2 separate regions of the Triticum aestivum genome follow, and region 1 is linked to region 2. Evidence: chromatin contacts called from public Hi-C data. All regions are on one chromosome and are shown on one strand. Each heading gives the region's core, a stretch centred on a gene start, on an enhancer-like site or on the middle of the called end of the contact. The rest is flanking DNA. Distances are from core to core; before and after follow the strand shown. Region 1 holds the start of LOC123103158 (BTB/POZ domain-containing protein At3g08570). Region 2 holds the start of LOC123103157.

Region 1 (5,656 bases), core at 1,181-3,680, 130 kb after region 2:
CAAGGCGAGAAATATGAAGCTTGTGTTATGCCTATTTGAACAATTGACCGGGTTAAAGATTAATTTTCATAAGAGCGAGCTGTTCTGTTTTGGTAGGGCCAAAGACAAACAGGATGCTTATAGGCAATTGTTTGGGTGTGAGTTGGGAGAGTTACCCTTCTCTTACCTGGGGATTCCAATCCACCATCGTAGGCTGACAAACAGAGAGTGTAAGTGCATCGAGGACCGATTTGAGAAGAAAATGAGTTGCTGGAAGGGTAAGCTCATGTCATACGGAGGCCGATTAATCCTGATTAATTCGGTGCTCACGAGTATGCCAATGTTTTTCCTATCGTTCTTTGAGGTCCCAGTTGGTGTTAGGAAGAGACTGGACTTCTATCGATCGCGTTTCTTTTGGCAGGCTGATGAGCTTAAAAGAAAATATCGGCTTGCCAAATGGGATATCATCTGTAGACCGAAAGACCAAGGGGGTTTAGGTATTGAGAATCTAGAAGTTAAGAATAAATGCCTTCTTAGCAAGTGGCTGTGGAAGCTCTCATCGGAGAATGATGCTATGTGGGCTCAAATCCTTCGCAGCAAGTACCTCCAGACAAAAACTTTGTCCCAGGTTACAGTCAGGCCGACCGATTCACCTTTCTGGAAAGGCCCGATGAAAGTCAAACAGTCCTTGTTTAATAGGACGAAGTTTGTCATTGGAAACGGCACGAGTACACATTTCTAGGAGGATACTTGGCTCGGCGAGACACCTTTGGCCATCCAATATCCGTCTTTATACCGCATTGTTCAACGACGTAAGGTATTCGTCGCATCGGTCCTTCAATCTACCCCCTTAATATTCAGTTCCGACGAACGCTAGCGGGCAATCGTTGGGAAGAATGGCTCCGTCTAGTTAGGAGACTGATGGAGGTCCAGCTTTCACAACAACCCGATGAATTACGCTGGAAATTGACTAAGTCTGGAGTATTCACGGTTAAATCAATGTATATTGATGTTATTAATTCGAACTCCATTCCTACGTCCAAGCATGTTTGGGATGTCAAAGTTCCTTTGAAAATAAAAGTGTTTATGTGGTTTGTCCATAAACAAGTTATTTTAACTAAGGACAACTTGATAAAGCGTAATTGGACAGGACCTACTAGGTGTAGTTTCTGCGATCGGGATGAGACTATCAAACACCTCTTTTTTGATTGCCCGTTGGCCAAGGTACTTTGGCAGACGGTCCACATTGCTTTTAATATCAATCCATGAATTCTGTTAATGCGTTATTTGGGACATGGCTTAATGGGATTGAGCCTGACTTAGCGAGACATATTCGGGTTGGAGTTTGTGCTTTGCTGTGGACTATCTGGACTTGCAGAAATGATTTGGTTTTTAACCGAATATCATGTATACATTTTTTGCAGGTCATATTCCGAACTATGGCTCTGATCCGTTCGTGGTCGTTACTCACCCAGACGGAGGTCAGGGAGCATTTGGTTACTGGGTCTTTCCGCTGGGAGATGATAGCTCGGGTTATCTTCAACCGGTTTGGATGACGGTCATGTAATAGAATAGGCAATTAGTTTCCCTATCTAGTATTAGCCAGCCGGTTGTGACGTCTTTTCTTGGCTAGTTGGTGTTTCTAGCCCTTATTGACTCTGTGTGAGTTTTCTGTGCTTTTTTATTACTTTTGGAGACCTTTAGAACCATGTTGTCACTACTTTATTTGGCTAATAAGATGGCCGTATGCATCTTTCTGATGCAGAGACCGGGGAATCCCCCCATTTCAAAAAAAAAGATCACTAAGGGAGTACAGTATTATTGACGATGCAAGGCATTTTCATTTATTAGGATAATCCAGAGATTAAATTTTCTGACCGAAATAAAAGGAACCAGAGCAATCTATTTCAAGGAATACCCAAACATGGCAACATGGCTAGACCCATAAGCATGGCCGCACAGGATCAAGCCTCTCTTGGGCACCTACCCATAGGCTGACAGTAGACCAGCCTTTGTCCCCTGGTCACCCAACTATTCATCTCTCATCAGTGTCACTTTCTCAGCCAATCCCCTAAACCAGCGCACAATACCAATACCCTGTCATCTAGCAGCTCCTTCCTTGCTCTTCCACATTTCTCTCTTGCCACATCTTTGTTGAATTGCACCCTCATACAAAACAGTATTTGGACTATAGCATCCTTCTTCGAAATCAAAGACATTTATTTTAGGATGGAGGGAGTAATAGGTACTCTGAATTTCAGACTAATCTTTTTTTTCTTCTTCTTTTTTGTGGCCACCCCTTTTACTCGTAAGAAAAGGCACTTGTGTTTCTTTGTACTACACAAGAGAAAAAGAGAAGAAGGGCGTGTGAGTAAATAGCACGAAAGGGCAACGCGGAAAACGAAAAGGGAGGGAGCAATCAAACCAAGAAACCGGAACGAATGTTTGTCATTGAATATCTCTCCCTCACGCCGACGACCAGCCGTTATTCCTTCCTCTCGTCCTTTCCTCCTCCTCCCCCCCCTCCTCGCTCTCCGTGTGTGAGCTGTGGGACGTCTCCTCCATTGCTCATCATTTCGAGCTTTCATTTTTTCTTCCTGTTCTTCTCCACGAGAGGCAGAGTAGGTAGGTAGGTAGGTAGGTACCATCCATCCATTTTGGCAAGGAGAAGAGGAGGTCGGGCAATGGGGTTGGCCAGCGACAGCGCCGGGTTCCCCTTCTCCGCCAAGCTCTCCGCCGCCAACTCGCCGCGCTTCTGCAACCCCATGAGCAGGAGGTGAGTCCTCGCCTCCCACCTCTTCCTCGTCGGTTTCTTTTCACCCCTTCTCCCGGGTGGGCTTTGCCGCCGTTCATGTTCTAGCGGCAAATGCGCCTGTGGTTGTCTTGGGAATCTTTTTGGGGGCGTCACAAACTCAGGATCCTTGCCAGTTTAGATCGTTTGGAGCTAATTTCATGGGTTTCAGGCCAAGGGAAAAAAATGGCATCTGAACTTCTGAAGCTCCCGTGTCCAACTCAAGAAAACAGTGGAATGTTACCCTGAAAATGTTCTTGGTAGCTCCCTCAAAGGGTTATTGTCAGGTGGTCCTGGGGATAACAAGATGCCCGCACATTTATTATTTTAGATCGTCCTATGATTTGCATAGATTCAGTTCTCCTTTAAAAGCTACTACTAGGACACTTCCTTTGTTATATTCCTCAGCTTCTGAATAAATCCATCTGAAAAGATCCGTGTGTGGCAAACTTGATGCACTAGCAGCATTAGTTCAACATGATCTGTCTATGTTAGTCTTAGTTTTTCTGTTCTATTAGTCTGAAAAGTTTTTCATCACTTGGTCAATCTGAACCCATAATCTGAATATGTGTTGGCGAACTGAAGGAATATGTACTACAGTAGTATTTGCTAGATACAAAAGTGACTTGTGCCACCACATTGTTCGGTTCCAAGGTAAAAAAAAAGGGGATTGTAGTTCCAAGCATTCTATGCCCCAATAACTGTAGAGCGAACTAGTGTCAAAAGAATTATGCTTGGCTTGATCTTCATTCACATGTTGCACATTAAGATGAAGTTCTTGGGTGTTTTAATTCCCTACATCGCTTGTTGTGCAGGATATTTTCAGATGTTGCTGGCGATATAACGGTATTGGTGGATGGTCAATCTTTTCTACTGCACAAGGTGCCCTTCATCTTCACCTCTTCTGAAGTTTTTATGGCCATCACTCTTCTTCACCTCTGTATTGGAGTGTGTGTTTCCCTCTTGTCCTTTTGAGTAGAAAAAAGAACGCTGTTGTGTTTTTCATTTGAACCTTAGCTTCAGTTATCATGGCTAAAAGGTGTAAAGAAATAAGAACATAATCTGGGAGAAACAACTAATGGGTTTGCCCACATGGTTAGAAATGTTTCGGGATCCTTGTGCGCGTGTGGAGAGAAGGGGGTAATAAGCAAACAAATTGTGATTGGTACTTTTCTTTTTCTGATGCTTATAGTATGAGCTGAAGCTAGGCCTGTGGAGCACGTTTGATCATACCGTGTCTCTACTTATTTTGCAGTTCCCTTTAGTCTCTCGGTGCGGAAGAATACGACGAATGGTGGCCGATGCCAAGGATCCAGATCTCTCAAAGCTTGAGCTTGTAAATGTACCAGGGGGAGCTACATCATTCGAACTCGCAGCCAAGTTCTGTTATGGGAGTAACTTTGAAATAACCACAGCGAATGTAGCTCATCTCCGGTGCATTGCAGAATATTTGGAAATGACAGAAGACTATCAAGATGAGAACCTCATTGTTCGGACAGAGATGTACCTGAATGACCTTGTGGTCAAGAACCTTGAGAAATCTCTACAAGTTTTATGCGCGTGTGAAGGCTTGGATCCAATGGTGGAGGAAATCGGATTTGTCGATAGGTGTGTCGATGCGATCGCGATGAACGCAAGCAAGGAGCAGCTGGTTTCAGGTTTGGCTCACTTGGAATGCGACGCGGGGTCCGGGAAGTTGCGGATGCATTGCCAGGACTGGTGGGTTGAGGATCTTTCTGCTCTAAGAATTGACTATTATCAGCGAGTGATCGCCGCGATGAGGAGAAGTGGCGTGAGACCGGAGAGCATAGGCACTTCAATCGTGCACTATGCTCAAACAGCTCTCAAGGGCATCGAAAGGCGTCACGTGTGGGATTCCGGCCCACTTGTCGGTGACAACCAAAGGGTGGTTGTGGAAACCCTCATCAACCTGATGGCAACCGAGAAGATCACAGCTGTTACCCTGTCATTCTTGTTCGGCATGCTCAGAATGGCGATAGAGGTTGATGCAGGACTAGACTACAGGATTGAAGTCGAGAAAAGGATCGGTCTCCATCTTGAGATGGCATCACTTGATGATCTTCTCATCCCGTCCATGCAAACGAGCGAGTCCATGTTTGACGTCGACACGGTCCATCGCATTTTGGTGAACTTCTTGCAAAGGATTGAGGAAGATGACTCGGGAGACTTGTCACCTTGCGGATACGAGTCCGACGGACTCAAGTCTCCGAGCCACGGCTCGGTGCTCAAGGTCGGAAGGCTAATGGACGGTTATCTTGCAGAAATTGCACCAGATCCTTATCTGAAACTGCAGAAGTTCATGACCCTCATCGAACTGTTGCCGGATTACGCTCGCATTGTTGATGATGGACTCTACCGAGCCATCGACATATACCTAAAGGTACAAAACTACACTATATCACAGTGCCACATTTTGGTAGTTGTATGTAGCAAACTTCTGAATTTGTAGGAGCAACTATATATGTTTAGACCAAAAACATTCTCCATCTAACTAATGTATTTGCCATCAGAAACAGCATGATATCTGTAGATGAAAATGTGATGATGTATGTACAATCAAATACTCACATTGAATCCGAGTGTACAGCATGATATCTGTAGATGAAAATGTGATGATGAACAGTACTCCGTTCGTTTTTATAAGGCGTTTGAGACAGCTGAGTTTGAACTGTTTAGTACACTGTCTGAATTTACTAAAACGTCTTATATAAGTGAACAGAGGGAGTATAATTTATCAATCTTGATTTGAATAAGGTTCTGATGGAATTGTGATCGGTCAGGCACACCCATCTCTGATGGAATCCGAGTGCAAGAAGCTGTGCAAGCTGATCGACTGCCAGAAGCTGTCCCAGGACGCGTCGAGCC
Region 2 (6,266 bases), core at 2,741-5,240:
ATCCAGTAGGAGGCTACGCGCAAGTCCCTTGTACCTACATAAAGCAAATAACTCCTCGCAACCAACACGAATAGGGGTTGTCAATCCCTTCACGGTCACTTACAAGAGTGAGATCTGATAGATATGATAGATAATATTTTTGGTATTTTTGTGATAAAGATGCAAAGTAAAATAAAGGCAAAGTAAAAAAAGCAAAGGTAATAACAAAGTTATGGAAGATTAATATGATGAAGATAGACCCGGGGCCCATAGATTTCACTAGTGGCTTCTCTCATGAGCATAAGTATTTTACGGTGGGTGAACGAATTACTATTGAGCAATTGACAGAATTGAGCATAGTTATGAGAATATCTAGGTATGATCATGTATATAGGCATCACGTCCAAGACAAGTAGACCGACTCCTGCCTGTATCTACTACTATTACTCCACTCATCGACCGCTATCGAGTATGCATCTTATAGGTTGGCAATGGGAAGAGGTTCTTTGTGATGGGTTCGATCTTGCGGTGTCCTCAACCAGTGATAGAAGGTGTAGTGAGGCACGCATGTATCATTGCTATTAAGGATAAAAAGATGGGGTCTATTCCTACATGAATAGGTCTTGTCTACATCACATCATCATTCTTATTGCATTACTCCGTTTCTCCATGAACTTAATACACTAGATGCATGCTGGATAGCGGTCGATGTGTGGAGTAATAGTAGTAGATGTAGGCAAGAGTCACTCTACTAATCTTGGACGTGATGCCTATATACATGATCATTGCCTTGGATATCGCCATAATTATTTGCTCTTCTATCAATCATCCAAAAGTAATTTGTTTACCCACCGTATGCTATTTTCGGGAGAGAAGCCACTAGTGAAATCTATGGCCCCTAGGTCTATCTTTTATCATATTGTTTTCAGATCTATTATTCCAAAAACCCAAAAATACCTTGCTGCACTTTTTCTTTCTTTATTTATTTTGTGTTTTGCAAGATCTATTTATCTAATCTACCACAATTTTACTTATCTCAATATCGAGGAGGGATTGACAACCCCTCTTACGCCTTGGGTTGCAAGTATTTGTTCTTTGTGTGTAGGTACCGTTTACATAGTGTTGCTTGGTTCTCCTACAGGATTGATAACCTTGGTTTCATAACTAATAACTAAGGGAAATACTTACCGTTGTTGTGCTGCATCATCCTCTCCTCTTCGGGGAAATACCAACACAGATACAAGCAACCAGGAAGAATTTCTGGTGCCTTTGTCGGGGAGACATCATCAACATCTATCAGGTTCCTAGCTACTAGCTATGAACCCGTAGGTCTGTGGTAAACTACTCACACATCATCGGAAGGGCAGCAAGGTTGATGTAGAGGCCCTCCGTGATCGAGTCCCCCTCCGGTGGAGTACCATAACAGGTCTCCAGATGGGAACTTGCGAGGACAGAAACTTGCGGCGGTGGAAAGGTATTTTTTGTGTGCCCTCTGGTATACTGGGAATATTTGGGTATTTATAAAGCAAAGATTAGGGTTGGAGGAGCATCAGGGGGCGCGCCTTCCGAGCTTGTCGCCAACTGGTGGCCCCTCTGACCCCCTCCTGAAGGTTCCTGGGTGTCTTCTGGTCCAAGAAAAATCCTTAAAAAAATTTGTTCCGTTTGGACTTTGTTTGATATTAATTTTCTGTAAAACACAAAAAGAAGGGAAAAAACAGCAACTGGCACTTGGCATTAGGTTAATAGGTTAGTCCCAAAAAATGATATAAAATAGTTTAATAATGCATATAAAACATCCAAGATGGAACTATAATAGCATGGAATAATAAAAATTATAGATATGTTGGAGACGTATCAACCCTTGGGCAATTGCAAAACTTGTTTATGGCACTCCAAATGCCCTCTCAATGTATTTCCTCTGAGCTTCTTGTGCCTTTGCGAAAGGCTTATCCTTGCTCTCATGCTTATAAATTGTCTTCACGGATGTTGACAATGATGGATAGATGCCACCAGCTAAAAAGTGTCATTGGTCATACTAATGGTTATTCAGCGTAAAGTTGCAAGGTGGAGAAGTACCAGCAGCTAGACTTGCAAACATATGCGACCTCTACAAGACATTGATGCCATTGTGAGATCTAGGCAACCCAAAGTAGCAATTTCACATCCACAGATCTTTATAGGCAACAACTTCCAAAATTATGGTTGGATCCTTGTAGTCGTGCCAAGATGCATAAAGCTTTTTCCTTTTCTAGTGCATACAGTCAACACCCCCGCCATCCTTGGATAACCTCTTGCTTCATGCATTATAAGTCTGGTCCTGTCATCTGCATTGGGTGCTCGCAGATATTGCAGTTTATCAGCACAACAATTTCGGCGAACAAATTCGTACACTTGAGGATTGTATCTTCAACCATTCGAAGAGTGTCATCCAATGAATCTGCAAAGTATCCTAAGTACCGTGGTCACCTTCTAAAAAGAAAAGAAAAATAGGAGATCGGCGAAATTTCTCTATTGTTGGAAGAAAGGTTCGCTAGCATGCATGTCGTCAGCAATTTGACAGAACAGTCACTCGGTCATGCGGAAGCGTCGCCATGACACGTACGACAAGAAGGTACAACCAAACACAAACTAATCGAGCATGAACACAAACTAGAGTGGCATTTTAGACCAAAGTTGTCATGTTAGCGATTCGTATGGCAATGAAGAGTATACGTCAACTCTGCTAGAGTTGCTCTAGGTGACATGAACACGTTCATTTTTAGAAAAATATGTGTGCTTTTCTCCATTTTAAATTTCTCACCTCCCCAATCTACATGTGGAAATATAGACACTGCACATTTCAAAATCGAATCGAAAGACCATACAGAGAAAAACAGAACCGACCACAATTTTATGGTTTTTCGTTTATGGTATGGTATGAAATCTAAAAACCATATACAAGTCGGGTTTTCTGGTATAAAATTTTGGTAAAACGAAGAAAGGGTAGTTTAGAGGAGGCCTCTTTGTAGTGAAGGAATTTTTTTAGAAATAACTTTGACATAGTTAGGCCCTCTTTGGATTGAAGGGATTTTATACGATTGATAGGAATTTTTTCCTATGAAAGCGTTTTGGACCATAGAAATGGGTTCACCAAATTGTTATGGGATCCATTATATACCATTTCATTTAGGATTTGTTTGATTCAAATGAATTTCATAGGGTTTTTTTAGGATTAGAATCCTTAGATATTTGTTGTATATTGGTCATTTGATTTGTAGGATTGAATCCTATAGAATTTTTCTTAAGGAATCACTTGAAGTGGATTTCATAGAAAATCTAGCATCCACACCAATCTCTTGGAAAAATTATCTTATTTTTGTATAATACATCCAAACAAACTCAAATCTTGTAGGATTCGAATGGGAATGACATTTCAATCTTCTGTTTTTTACAATCCCACAAATCAAAGAGGCTCTCGGTAGGAATCTAAACATAAACTCAAATATAATTTTGTTTTTTTTAAGTCTCATGCGCTTGCACGATATCTCACTCTACTCCCTCTCCTGAATCCTCCAAAACTCCCGTGCTCATTTCTTGTGCAACATCCAAAGAGACATTTTATAAAATTCCTGTATTTTGAACTCCCAAATTCATACGACATATAGCATCTAAATATCACTACCTCCAATCTAAAATAAGTGTCGCAGTTTTGAGCTAGAACTATTTTGGATTGAAGGGAGTAGGAGGAGGTCGTGACTGGCCGGTGGGCCCCACCCGCCAGTGACATTGCAATGGAACCGAGACCTCTCCTACATGCAACAAACCGAACAGAGCCCCTCGGAATAATCCAAACGTTACGGCAGAGGACACCCTGGACAAGCACGGCACACGCGCGTGGGGCCCACACACCAGCCGGCGGAGACAGTGCGCTTCACGCAGTTCAGCCTCCCAGGGCTAGAAGGGTAACTTCCGGTGCCGTGACAGCTGTATGCCTCGCGTCTTTAATAGGAGTACCCACTAAACCTCTTTAAAAAATTGTAAATTCCGACTATGACCCTCACCAAGAATTCTCTCCGCTCCTCCACTTCACTCCCCGCTCTCCTTCGATCTCAATCCCCAAACCCTCTCCTCCTCCTCCCCCCGCGTCGCAATCGTCTCAAATCCCGTCGCCACCGGTCTCTCCGCTCTGATTCCTCCGAGACTGATTCGCTCCAGAACCTGTTCTTACTCTCTCGGGGGCAAAAAAAAAACCAATCTTGTTTTCACAGTCCTGTCTTTGTCCCGTCGTAGCTTCCATCTCCATTGCTGCTGCGCTCGAGGTTGCCCCGTAGAGAGCTGTCCCGCCCGTGCGGGGTGGGCGCAGTAAATGCGCGTCCTTGTGGAGAATCCCAAGGTTTCCCGCGCCGAATCTCGTCCTTGTTCCCCCGAGTTAAGAGGTGGAGGTGGTAATTCTTCGTACGCGCGCCAATCTTTGCCGCGTTCGTGGATGACGAGGGGATCCTCCTGACTCTTCTTCTCGAGCTTGCCTCCCACCCTCCTGGCTTTCTCACCACACCTGGATTCCTGGCGGAGCCGTGGTGCCCATGGATTTCCTATTATGCGTCTGCCTCCTCCAACTGCTGTTCTTGCGCTCTTCTCCGGTGGCGGCGCAGCAGCCGACGCCGTCGCCGGCTAGGGCCCTGGACGCAATGCTGCAGGAGTACGCGTACCGGGCCCTCGTCCGGCCGCGCACCGGCATCGTCTACAATGCCACCGTCCCCGGCAACCTCACCGGCGTCTCGGTGTCCGCGCTCCGCCTGCGCAGCGGCAGCCTCCGGAGGAAAGGTTTGTCCCAGTACTTTCAGTTCGGCCTGCCCACCGGCGTCATTGCGCAGCCGCGCGTGGAGAGGATGCTGCTCGTGTACCACAACCTGGGCAATTGGTCGCAGCACTACTACCCGCCTCCCCCCGGCTACACCTACCTCTCGCCGGTGCTTGGACTGCTAGCCTATGATGCTGCCAACCTTTCGGCAGTGGGGTTGCCGGAGCTGAACATCGTCGCGTCAGGAAGCCCGATTCTTGTACATTTCAGCAATGTCAGGGCGGCGCCGGCAGGCCGCCCAGCACCACGGTCACGGTGTGTGTGGTTCGACTTGGATGGTGTGCCGCAGTTCCGGGACCAAGAGGCAAGCAACGTGTGTGCTACGTATCGCCAAGGGCACTTCTCGATAGTGGTGAACTCCAGTGAGGTTGCTCCTGCTCCATTGCCACCAGGCGCAATTGCCCCGCCGATACCGGCTGCCGGAGGTCCTACCAAGGGGGGCTCGCAAGCTTGGAAGGTTGCCGTTGGCGTGGTTGGGGGCGCCATAGCATTGGGGCTGTTATCTTCAGCTCTTCTGTGTCTGGTGAGGCATAAAAGGGCCAAGAAGTTGGAGGTGATGGAGCGGAATTCAGAGGTTGGGGAGACATTGCGCATGGCGCAGGTTGGGCGGGCGCAAGCACCTGTAGCGCTGTGGACACGAACAAAACCGGTGATCGAGAGCGAGTATGCTGCATAGTTTGTTTTGGATTTTCTGCAGAGTTTAACCATCACTAACAATGCCCGGAGGCATGGAATTTGTCCATCAGTCAGGGGTTGCTAATTACTGAAGTCAGGGCTCAGCTTCAAAGCACTCTTTTGGTGGGTTTATTTCGAAGGTTAATTTTTATGCGATGGCTATAATTGATGTTCATAATTGCCATGTTCATGCCAAGGAGCTCTGTTCATCTCCAAAGCAGTGGAGAAGTGAATGTATCAAGTCAGATTTGGAATTCCTCAAAAAAAATAAAATTGGGACGCTGTATTTCAGAGGAAGTAGATTAGCGGTAAAGCTGGGTAACACTCACTGCAAACGACATGGTTTTTGTTGAAATTAATTCTAGTTTTGGATCAGTTCCATTTTAGCACTGTTTGGTTTTCCTGTCCAGACATCTGTTGAGATGATTACATGATGATGTACATGCCATTTTGGTAATTAGCCTGATAACTTATTTTTCATGGTTACTTGTTGTAAGATACAGTCTGTATGTGGTGTGAACTATCCGTTATCTTCTCGCTACAGTTCTTGTTCCGCAGTCTGTTGATGATTTGGTGTTATGGTCGAATTCCAAATTAATATGATACTCGAAGCTTACTAGGGTGTCATTATCATTTCCCTAAGAAAAAGGTAGCATTACCATTGCTCAGAAATTAGCATCAACAATGCTGGAATAGGGCTGTTGCTGACTGAAGCTTTAGATGACTGACGGTTTAAACAAGAGGCGTTCTATTTATGGTATAATTTAATACG

What was found. Hi-C and Micro-C count contacts between places; a contact is called where the count stands out from the background.
Region 1: a Hi-C map of leaf shows a contact between it and region 2, with 7 times the contacts expected there. The contact joins the promoter of LOC123103158 here to the promoter of LOC123103157 in region 2. A contact is called at or near these places in 2 of 5 Hi-C or Micro-C datasets (both in leaf).

Annotation. Positions count from the first base shown.
Region 1 is chr5A:323,141,852-323,147,507 of IWGSC CS RefSeq v2.1, forward strand. LOC123103158 (BTB/POZ domain-containing protein At3g08570) reads left to right here and starts at 2,431. Exons shown (of 4, transcript XM_044524656.1): 1 at 2,431-2,755; 2 at 3,586-3,652; 3 at 4,026-5,171; 4 at 5,572-5,656. The coding sequence starts at 2,664.
Region 2 is chr5A:323,006,375-323,012,640 of IWGSC CS RefSeq v2.1, forward strand. It overlaps LOC123103157, which reads left to right and starts at 3,991. Exons shown (of 1, transcript XM_044524655.1): 1 at 3,991-6,037. The coding sequence starts at 4,542. The coding sequence ends at 5,495.